Linked DNA regions of Gossypium hirsutum: all the other regions are linked to region 3. Evidence: chromatin contacts called from public Hi-C data. All regions are on one chromosome and are shown on one strand. Each heading gives the region's core, a stretch centred on a gene start, on an enhancer-like site or on the middle of the called end of the contact. The rest is flanking DNA. Distances are from core to core; before and after follow the strand shown.

Region 1 (3,085 bases), core at 29-2,528, 430 kb before region 3:
CTATAACCGAACCATTTTCATTGCAGGACCACATCCTTTTTGTCATCGACAAGGCGTCCCCTTCCACCAGCACTTCTCGAATCCCTAAAAATATCCCCCAAACCACTGCCTGGAGATATTCAAGGGCCTCTACTACAAAACTCGTAGGTATATGACGATTCACTATTGTCTTTGAACCCACCACTTGATCCTCCTAGTTTCTGGTTACAATCTCCGTGCAAGATCTCCTGTCATTTCCTTTAAACGCTGCATCAAAATTTACTTTAAGGAAAGAAGCCTCTAGAAGCCTCCATCGTTCACACTTCACCCTTTTAACAGGTAATTTCCTTTGTACCCCATTAACCTCTCTAATATAAGCCTCGACTATATGAATTATGTCTTGAGATAATATGATCCTTCTGTCATGTATTAGCCTGTTTCTGGTTGACCAAATATACCATAGAGTACAAATCACTGCTCTGCATGTAGTAGTAGAGAAAGAGGAAACAATATAATTAAGCCAATCCTGTAAAGAACTATTTGCAATATTATCAGGCCATTCAAGATCTAACTTTCTCCATATTTCTGCTACAGACGGATAGTCGCTAAAGATATGCTCAGAAGTTTCGACATCTCTTGTACATTTTGGGCACATTGCTGAACTTCGTATCCTCCTATTGTACAAATTGTAATAGCTAGGGATGTAATTTTTAAAAATTATCTATGTTGTAATTTTTATTTTCTCTGGTAAATTGATCTACCAGAGTTTTTTTATAAAAAGTTTTATAAGTATCACTCCTATCAGCAGCCACAACACTTTGAATTAAGATCTTATAGCCACTTCTTTCTGAAAAATCATTTGACGGCTCCTCCCCCCACCCCATCATGTCCTCCTGCGGATTCCCAACAATAAGAATACATCGGACCCTTTCAGCAATTTCCTCACCCAAATGCACTGTGAGTTTATGCAGGTTTTTTACAAAAATAGTACCCAAAAAAATAAAAAAACCAAAATAATATATTCAAGAAACTATGTACCAAAATGGTACATCTAGGGAGGTCACGCCTCTGTCATGGGCGGCACCACTCTAGTTCTTTTGACAAAAAAAAAACACAAATCACACAAATCTGTTAAAAAAACAGGATTTGACAACTCACCTGAGAGCACCAGTCACGCTTAGGGTGGAGGCAGCCATGGAAGAAGAAGAAGAAGAAGAGGGCGTCAGGAAAGGAAAGAAAGAAAGAAAAAAGAAAGAAGAGAGAGGGAATGAAAGAGAAAAATAAGGGAATAAATAAATAAATAAGAAAGTTTAGGGTTTAGAGAAGAATAATTAAACCCGCGTTTTAATTGCTATAGTTATTATTTCTTTTCCTTTTCTGGTTTTTTACAAGAATAATTAAAGTGTTAAAAATATAATTTTTTTGTTATATAATTTAATTTATTATTATTATTATTATGTTGATTTCATTGGAATTTAATTTTTAATTTTATTTTTATAAGGTATTATTTGGTTAAAAAGAGTTATTAAGGTATGTTTGTATTTATTTTATATTTTTATTGATTTATAATTTATTTTTAATGTTTATTGAAGTAAAAAAATCTATTTATGTTATGTACAAAGAATGTTTTATTTTTATATAATTTATTTGTTATGTGTGTTTTAGGTTGATTAGATATATTTTTTATGTAATTTAAATTATTTGGCATGTTATAATTATTTGTTGTAATTAATCATTACAAATTGGTTACTTATCTTGTATAATTAACCTGCAAAATATTACACTGTACTAAATTATGAGTTAAAAATTTATATCAACTTTTAAAATAACATAAAAAAATTTATACCGACTTTTAAAATAACAATACATACAATTATACATATAATATTTCTATTGAATAAACAAAGAGAAAAATAAAAATAAATAGTACAAATTTATAAACTTAAATATTTACATATACAAATAATATAGAAATATAAAAAAAAGAGAGGGAAGGAAAGAGAAAAATAAACTTAAATGTTACAAAATAAGGAAAAATAAATAAATAGAAAGGAAAGTTTAGGGTTTAATATTACAAATTTATAAACTTAAATATTTACAGATAATAATATTTCTATATTATTTGTATATGTAAATATTTAAGTTTATAAATTTGTAATATTTGTATAATAATATTTCTTTATTATTTGTATATACAAATTAAATTTTATAACAAAAAAAGATTACCTTTTAAAAATTTTAATTATTCTTCCCTAAACCTTAAACTTTCCTTTCTATTTATTTATTTTCCTCAATTTTCTCTTTCCTTCCCTCTCTATTCTTTCTTTCCTTTCTTGCCGCCCTCTTCTTCTTCTTCTTCTTCTTCTTCTTTTTCTTTTTCTTCTTCTTCCATGGCAACAACACTGGTGCCGCCTATGGGGAAGGCGTGACCGGTGCTAGGTGAGTTGTCAAATCCTTTTTTTAACAGATTTGTGTGATTTGTGTTTTTTTTTTGTCAAAAGACCTAGGGTGGTGCCGCCCATGACAGAGGCGTGACCACCCCAGATGTACCATTTTGGTACATAGTTTCTTGAATAAATTATTTTGGTATTTTTTATTTTTTTGGGTACTATTTCTGTAAAAAAACCTGAGTTTACGCTCATCCTACTGTCTTTCCTGAGGATTAATCAACTCAGACACTAACCAAATTGATAAGTTCCCTCCACATGGTTGTATTTTTCTTTCAGGCAACCTCAGAATCTAAATTCTCCCAAATTCTGGTATTGTTCCCAGAACCCACTCGCCATCACCGAATCCCGTTTGAAGCATTCCCTTAGCAACACAAATGCTCTTCTAGGTATATGATGGCTAAGTGCCTAGATTTGCACTCATAAAACCAGTAGTTGAATAATACTTTCCTTTAAGCGATTGCGCTAAAAGTGAATTTAAACATTTAATCAAACGCCACCCTTTTTTTGCAAGTAACACAGTATTATATTTTGCCAAATTTTTGAAACCCAACCCCCTATCCTCCCTTAGCTTACACAACTTCAACTACTCACACCAATGAATGCCCTTTCTTCCCCCATGCTTTTGCCACCAAAATTTGCTTATAATTCGTTTTAGG
Region 2 (3,296 bases), core at 98-2,597, 410 kb before region 3:
CATCCTCAAGCTGCTTCCCTGCAAAGATCAAACGTTGTTGGTCTGGTGGGATCCCTTCCTTGTCTTGAATCTTCGCCTTTACATTGTCGATGGTGTCCGAACTCTCCACCTCTAAGGTGATGGTCTTGCCAGTCAAGGTTTTCACGAAGATCTGCATGCCCCCGCGAAGACGGAGGACGAGGTGGAGGGTGGATTCCTTCTGGATATTATAATCGGCCAAGGTACGGCCATCTTCGAGCTGTTTGCCGGCGAAGATGAGACGCTGCTGGTCTGGTGGGATGCCTTCCTTGTCTTGGATTTTAGACTTGACATTGTCGATGGTGTCGGAGCTCTCGACTTCGAGGGTGATGGTCTTACCGGTTAAGGTTTTGACGAAGATCTGCATACCCCCACGAAGACGGAGGACAAGGTGGAGGGTGGATTCCTTCTGGATGTTGTAATCGGCCAAGGTACGGCCGTCTTCGAGCTGTTTGCCGGCGAAGATGAGACGCTGCTGGTCTGGTGGGATGCCTTCCTTGTCTTGAATTTTAGACTTTACATTATCGATGGTGTCAGAGCTCTCGACTTCGAGGGTGATGGTCTTGCCGGTTAAGGTTTTGACGAAGATCTGCATACCCCCACGAAGACGTAGGACAAGGTGGAGGGTGGATTCCTTCTGGATGTTGTAATCGGCCAAGGTACGGCCATCTTCGAGCTGTTTTCCGGCGAAGATGAGACGCTGCTGGTCTGGTGGGATGCCTTCCTTGTCTTGGATTTTAGACTTCACATTATCGATGGTGTCGGAGCTCTCGACTTCGAGGGTGATGGTCTTGCCGGTTAAGGTTTTGACGAAGATCTGCATACCCCCACGAAGACGGAGGACAAGGTGGAGGGTGGATTCCTTCTGAATGTTGTAATCGGCCAAGGTACGGCCGTCCTCGAGCTGTTTGCCGGCGAAGATGAGACGCTGCTGGTCTGGTGGGATGCCTTCCTTGTCTTGAATTTTAGACTTTACATTATCGATGGTGTCAGAACTCTCAACCTCGAGGGTGATGGTCTTGCCGGTAAGGGTTTTGACGAAGATCTGCATCGTTTGAGAGAGTTGATTGAAAAAAGATTTGAGAAGAGCTTAAATCGGTTTGCGTTGGATGGAGAGAGAGAGGCGGTGAGGCGATGCTTATATAGAAGAGAGGGTGTGGATTTTCTTAGGTTGGAAGGTCTGGAGGAAACGAGAAAATTGCGGTCAGATGAGTCGGCGTGCAGTTTCGTTAGCCACACGGTGCTGTTTCTAAGATTGGCCTAAACAACTTGCTAATTAATTCACGAATCTTCTCGTTTCCTTATCCCCACCTCCTCATCCAACTCCACTAACCAATTTTTTAATTCCAATTATACCTATTTTATTATTATTTACTTGAATAAATATTTTTCACTTAATTATTATAATGTATACTTTGTTTTTTAAAGAATAATATTTGATTCACTTAAACATAATTAAATATTAACTTTAATTATTATAAATAGATATTAATAACTTTCGAGAAATTAGGTTTAGAAATTTAGAGTATAAAATTTTAACATTTATTTATAAGTTTATTATTTTTTATTTTATTTAATGATGATGTGATATATTATTATTTACCGAACATTGCATTAAAGCTTTTTTTTAATATTTTAATTATATGATAAGATTTGAAAGTAAATAAAATACATACAGATATTTTATTACATAATAATTAATTATAATGGTACCCATTTTTTAAAAGAATATAAATATTCTAATATAAAATAAATAAAATGATTAAGATAAAATATGTAGTGTAACAAAAAAAATTATATCATATTTAATATTAAAAAAATTTAAAAGAATTCAAATAAGTTTAGAGATAGCTTATATTAGGATAATTTTAAAAATATATAGTTTTTAGACATAAATAAATTAATGCCACATTATCAATTTTTGAATATTTACAAATATCATTCTATACTCAATCATATATAGAATATATCTGTAATTTAATTAAAATAATTACAATTTTAGGGGAAAACATTGAAACTATATGACGGGAAAAATATAATAAAAAGTAAATAAAGTTTTAAAATTCTTAAATCGATAATTAAAAATAAAAAAACTGATAAAAATCATAAATACAAATTGAAAAAAAACTAAAATCAACCATTAAAAATTTAGAAAAAAAAGAAAAAAATAAAAATTAGAAAAATTATAACCACCATGGTTAGTATTATCAAATTCTGAAATTTGATTAAAAATTTAAAAAATAGGAATTAAAAATTAAAATTAAAAAAGAAAAATATACCTGCCTAAAAATTAAAAGAATTAATTGGCTAAATATAAAACACGATTTGAAAGCAAATAAAAAAACCATTAAATATAAAAAGAACTAAAATGATTTAAAAATTATAAAAGAAGGAAATTTGTTTATTTATTAAATTTATTAATTTTTTATGTAATTTAATTAAAGTTAAATTAAGTTAGAGAAGATATTAAATATAGATAAATATATAATAAAATTTTTATATTTTTAAAAGTTAATAATATGATATTATATTATTGGTGTTTAAAAACTATATATTTATTATCCTTATATAATTTATTTCCAATAAATTAATAACAAATTCTAGCAAATAATTGGCGTTGAGCTTTGCTCTGCAATGGTCTTCTACTAACTTGTCGAATGAAGGGGGTTCTGTTTACAGATTCACAGGCTTTATGTTATGCTATCTACTCCTCTGATTGGTCCGAATATGGCACTATTATAGCTGATTGCAAGGAGATTCTTCGGAATAGGAATGACATAAAATTTCAATGGGTTAGTCGGTCTAGTAATGAAGCAGTACATATGCTTGCGAAAAGTGTCTGTTGCTTTTGGAGCTATATTCCAAGCTGTATTTCAGATTTTATTTAATAAATGTTAGTGATAAGCCCGAATTAAATAATGAACAAAAATGAATAAACGAAATTAGACATAAATATTTTAAGGGAAGAAACTCCTCTAAATAAGATAAAAATCACAGAAAAAAAAGTCTTCACTAAAAACAACAAATAACCAAAGAGGAGTACAAGATAGAGAAACAAAAAAAAAAAAATCCAAACTCAAAATACAAAATTCTTTCGAAATTCCCACAAAACTCTCTTTTAATTATGTTATTAAATCAAGTTCTCTAGTGTTGCTAAAAGCCCAATTTATAGACTGAAATTCGTGGCCTAATCTGATTAAAATATCCTTATAGTTATTAGAGTTTGATTGAAAAAATATAACAAAATTTAACTAGAATAAGAAACTCGATTTAGTAAG
Region 3 (3,013 bases), core at 292-2,791:
ACGACAGGTACGTGACCAATGCCCCTTCATACCACATCGGTAGCATATATTCTCAACAATCTTTGAAGGATTATTTTGACCACTTCTTTCTTGTCTTTCATTGTTATTATTTTTCTGGTGGTTAGAAGTATCATTGTTATGACCACCATGATAACGATTACTAATACGTCCCCGACCACGTCCCCTACTACGTTCACGACCTCGGCCGCGACTTCTATATTTTCTATTTTTATAATTATTGTGTACTGCGACATTCACTTCAGGGAATGGTGCAGAACCAGTGGGACGAATTCCATGATTTTTCATCAATAGCTCATTATTTTGCTCAGCCACCAAAAGGCATGAAATCAATTCAGAATACCTTTTAAAACCTTTTTCACGGTATTGCTGCTGCAAGAGCACATTAGTAGCGTGAAAGGTTGAAAATGTTTTCTCTAACAAGTCCTTATCAGTTATGTTTTCTCCACATAATTTTAGTTGAGAACTAATTTTGAAAAGTTCTGAATTGTATTCACTTACAGTCTTAAAATCTTGCAACCGTAAGTGCATCCAATCATAACGAGCTTTAGGGAGTATCACAGTTTTCTGATGGTCAAATCGTTCTTTCAAATTTTTCCACAACTCAAGAGGGTCTTTCACAGTGAGATATTCCACTTTTAATCCTTCATGCAGATGATGACGGATGAAAATCATTGCTTTTGCAGTGTCTTGATTAGATGCTTCTTTATTTGCTAATATAGTATTTCCTAGACTTTTAGCATATAGGTGAATTTCAGCATCTAACACCCATGACAAATAGTTCTTGCCTGAGATGTCTAAGGCCGCAAATTCAAGTTTGGCAAGATTTGACATTATAATCACTTGAATCAAAATAAAAAAAATATTAATAAATTAATAAGTATTCTCAATCGTAAATAATTCAATTATATATACCAAATTTGCTAAATAATAATATGTATGTCAAATATTGGCATAAAGAGGAATAGTCATGATAATAACTTAACACAAATTAAATTAATTGAAATTTCTTTTAATAAAAAAATGTATATATAAATTATCATTATTAGATTTTAGTTGTAAAAATAAATATGCAAATGTTACCCAAAACAAATATTTCATCTAGAAAATAAAATAAAAGAATTATGAAAATACGTATACCGTATATAGTTTAACGGGAGTTATACGGGCAAATTATAAAAAGTCGAAATGACGTAAACTTCACTATGAATTCGTAGAAACTCATGCTGATAACGTGTTATAGAAAAATTAATAAAACAATAAATAAAAGAGGATGAAAATACGAGAAAATTTCATTATTTTATTTTCACTTACAAGGTACTATTTATAAGCTCCTTTACATTCAATTAATAAAGGTATTACATTGAATGAATTAAAGTTTTTTAATTACTTTATTTAATAATCTCTTAATTATAAATTAAGTAAAGAGTTTTATCTCATTACTTTAATATGCTTAAAAAGAGTTTACGACCTCCGTCTAATTTACAACAAAAAGGAGATTTTTTTAAATACAAAATAGAAAAGAACATAATTGGGGGCCGAATGGTAAGTGCCCAAAGTCAAGAAAATGGAGGTGAAAATCTGAGCATATCAAACTCAATACAAAATAAATTATAATAAAGAAAACCTGGAAATCTTTCCCATTTTCATCATCAATCCCTCTCTCAGTTTATAACTACAAAGACCGAATAAGATCACTCTCTTGAATCCTCCACCGTCCATTCCGTTGACTTCCCTTAAACTTCCCGAAAAGTCTAACCTCTTCTCATAACTCCAACCATACAGGGCCCTTCTCCTCCTTTGATCCCCCATTCCCCATTTCAACAACAGAAAATTACCCATAAAAGACTTATTTTCTTTTTGGGTTTTCTTTTGGTCTTCGGATTTAGGAAATAAGAAATTTTCAAAATTGGGAAGAAGTAGAAGAAACCCTAGTGTGTCATGATCAGATGTTATCGGGTGTAAGATAAGCGACACCATGATCAACACGGCCAACGGTACGATTTCGACCTCTTCGTCCTCGGCAAACGCTCAATCGCCGGGTTTGAAGACTTATTTTAAAACTCCAGAAGGTCGATATAAGCTTCACTATGAAAAGACTCACCCTTCTAGCCTTCTTCACTATGCTCATGGCAAAACTGTTACTCAGGTAACTTCAAATTCCTAGGGTTTCCTTTTTTTTCTTAAATTATTGAAAAGAAGACTATCTTTTGTGTTACTTATTTGGGTTTTGATCAAGACCAATCATCCGATTTCACTTTAAATTACTCTCTTTTGTTTTTCTTTATTTCTTTTTATTTTAGTGTGGGTTTTCCTTTTTGTGTTTTTGATACACTAATGTTATAATTAGATAATGAGAACATTTCCAATTTATTAGTGAGAAGAGGGGTTTTTACATGTACCCATCTGTTAGAAGAACTTGAAGAACATATTTTATTAGATCATTTTGTATCATCGGTGTTTAAGCATTATTGATTACAAGTTTAAGCTTCAAAGAGTTTGAATCAATGCCCTTAGTTATAAAGTCAAATTTTGATCGTTTTGCTTATACTTATGTATTATTCGTTTGTTGAGATTGTATTGATTAAGTCCGGCTGTCAGGTTACCCTAGCACATTTGAAGGAGAAGCCAGCTCCATCAACTCCGACGTCTTCATCGTCCAGCTACAGTGCCAGCAGTGGGGTCAGATCAGCAGCAGCAAGGTGGCTAGGTGCTGGGAACGGGAGCCGCACGCTTGGATTTGCTGGAGGGAATGGTGGGAGTAAAAGTATTGGTAGTACTAGTAGGATTGGGTCATTGGGTGCTTCAAGTTCTAGTAATTCAATCAATAATATGAATTTTGATGGGAAAGGGACTTATTTAATCTTTAACGTTGGTGATGCTATCTTTATAAGTGATTTGAATTCTCAGGACAAGGTAATTTAGCATTTTTTTTTGTTATGGTTTTTGATGTAAGAGAAGCCATCTGTTGTTTTTGAGAATATTGGTGTTTAAT

What was found. Hi-C and Micro-C count contacts between places; a contact is called where the count stands out from the background.
Region 1: a Hi-C map of leaf shows a contact between it and region 3, with 2.4 times the contacts expected there. The contact joins the promoter of LOC107948320 here to the promoter of LOC107948356 in region 3. A contact is called at or near these places in 11 of 34 Hi-C or Micro-C datasets (callus, hypocotyl, leaf and 2 more).
Region 2: a contact with region 3 is called in a Hi-C map of leaf, with 2.1 times the contacts expected there. The contact joins the promoter of LOC107933786 here to the promoter of LOC107948356 in region 3. A contact is called at or near these places in 11 of 34 Hi-C or Micro-C datasets (hypocotyl, leaf, petal and 1 more).

Annotation. Positions count from the first base shown.
Region 1 is chrA04:68,687,481-68,690,565 of Gossypium_hirsutum_v2.1, reverse strand. LOC107948320 reads right to left here and starts at 1,278. Exons shown (of 2, transcript XR_001697331.2): 1 at 1,138-1,278; 2 at 1-872. LOC107933779 (a long non-coding RNA gene) reads left to right here and starts at 94. Exons shown (of 2, transcript XR_001693706.2): 1 at 94-318; 2 at 574-778.
Region 2 is chrA04:68,667,456-68,670,751 of Gossypium_hirsutum_v2.1, reverse strand. LOC107933786 (polyubiquitin) reads right to left here and starts at 1,347. Exons shown (of 1, transcript XM_016866070.2): 1 at 1-1,347. The coding sequence starts at 1,069.
Region 3 is chrA04:68,259,034-68,262,046 of Gossypium_hirsutum_v2.1, reverse strand. LOC107948356 (dystrophia myotonica WD repeat-containing protein) reads left to right here and starts at 1,541. Exons shown (of 11, transcript XM_041111084.1): 1 at 1,541-2,167; 2 at 2,620-2,934. The coding sequence starts at 1,997.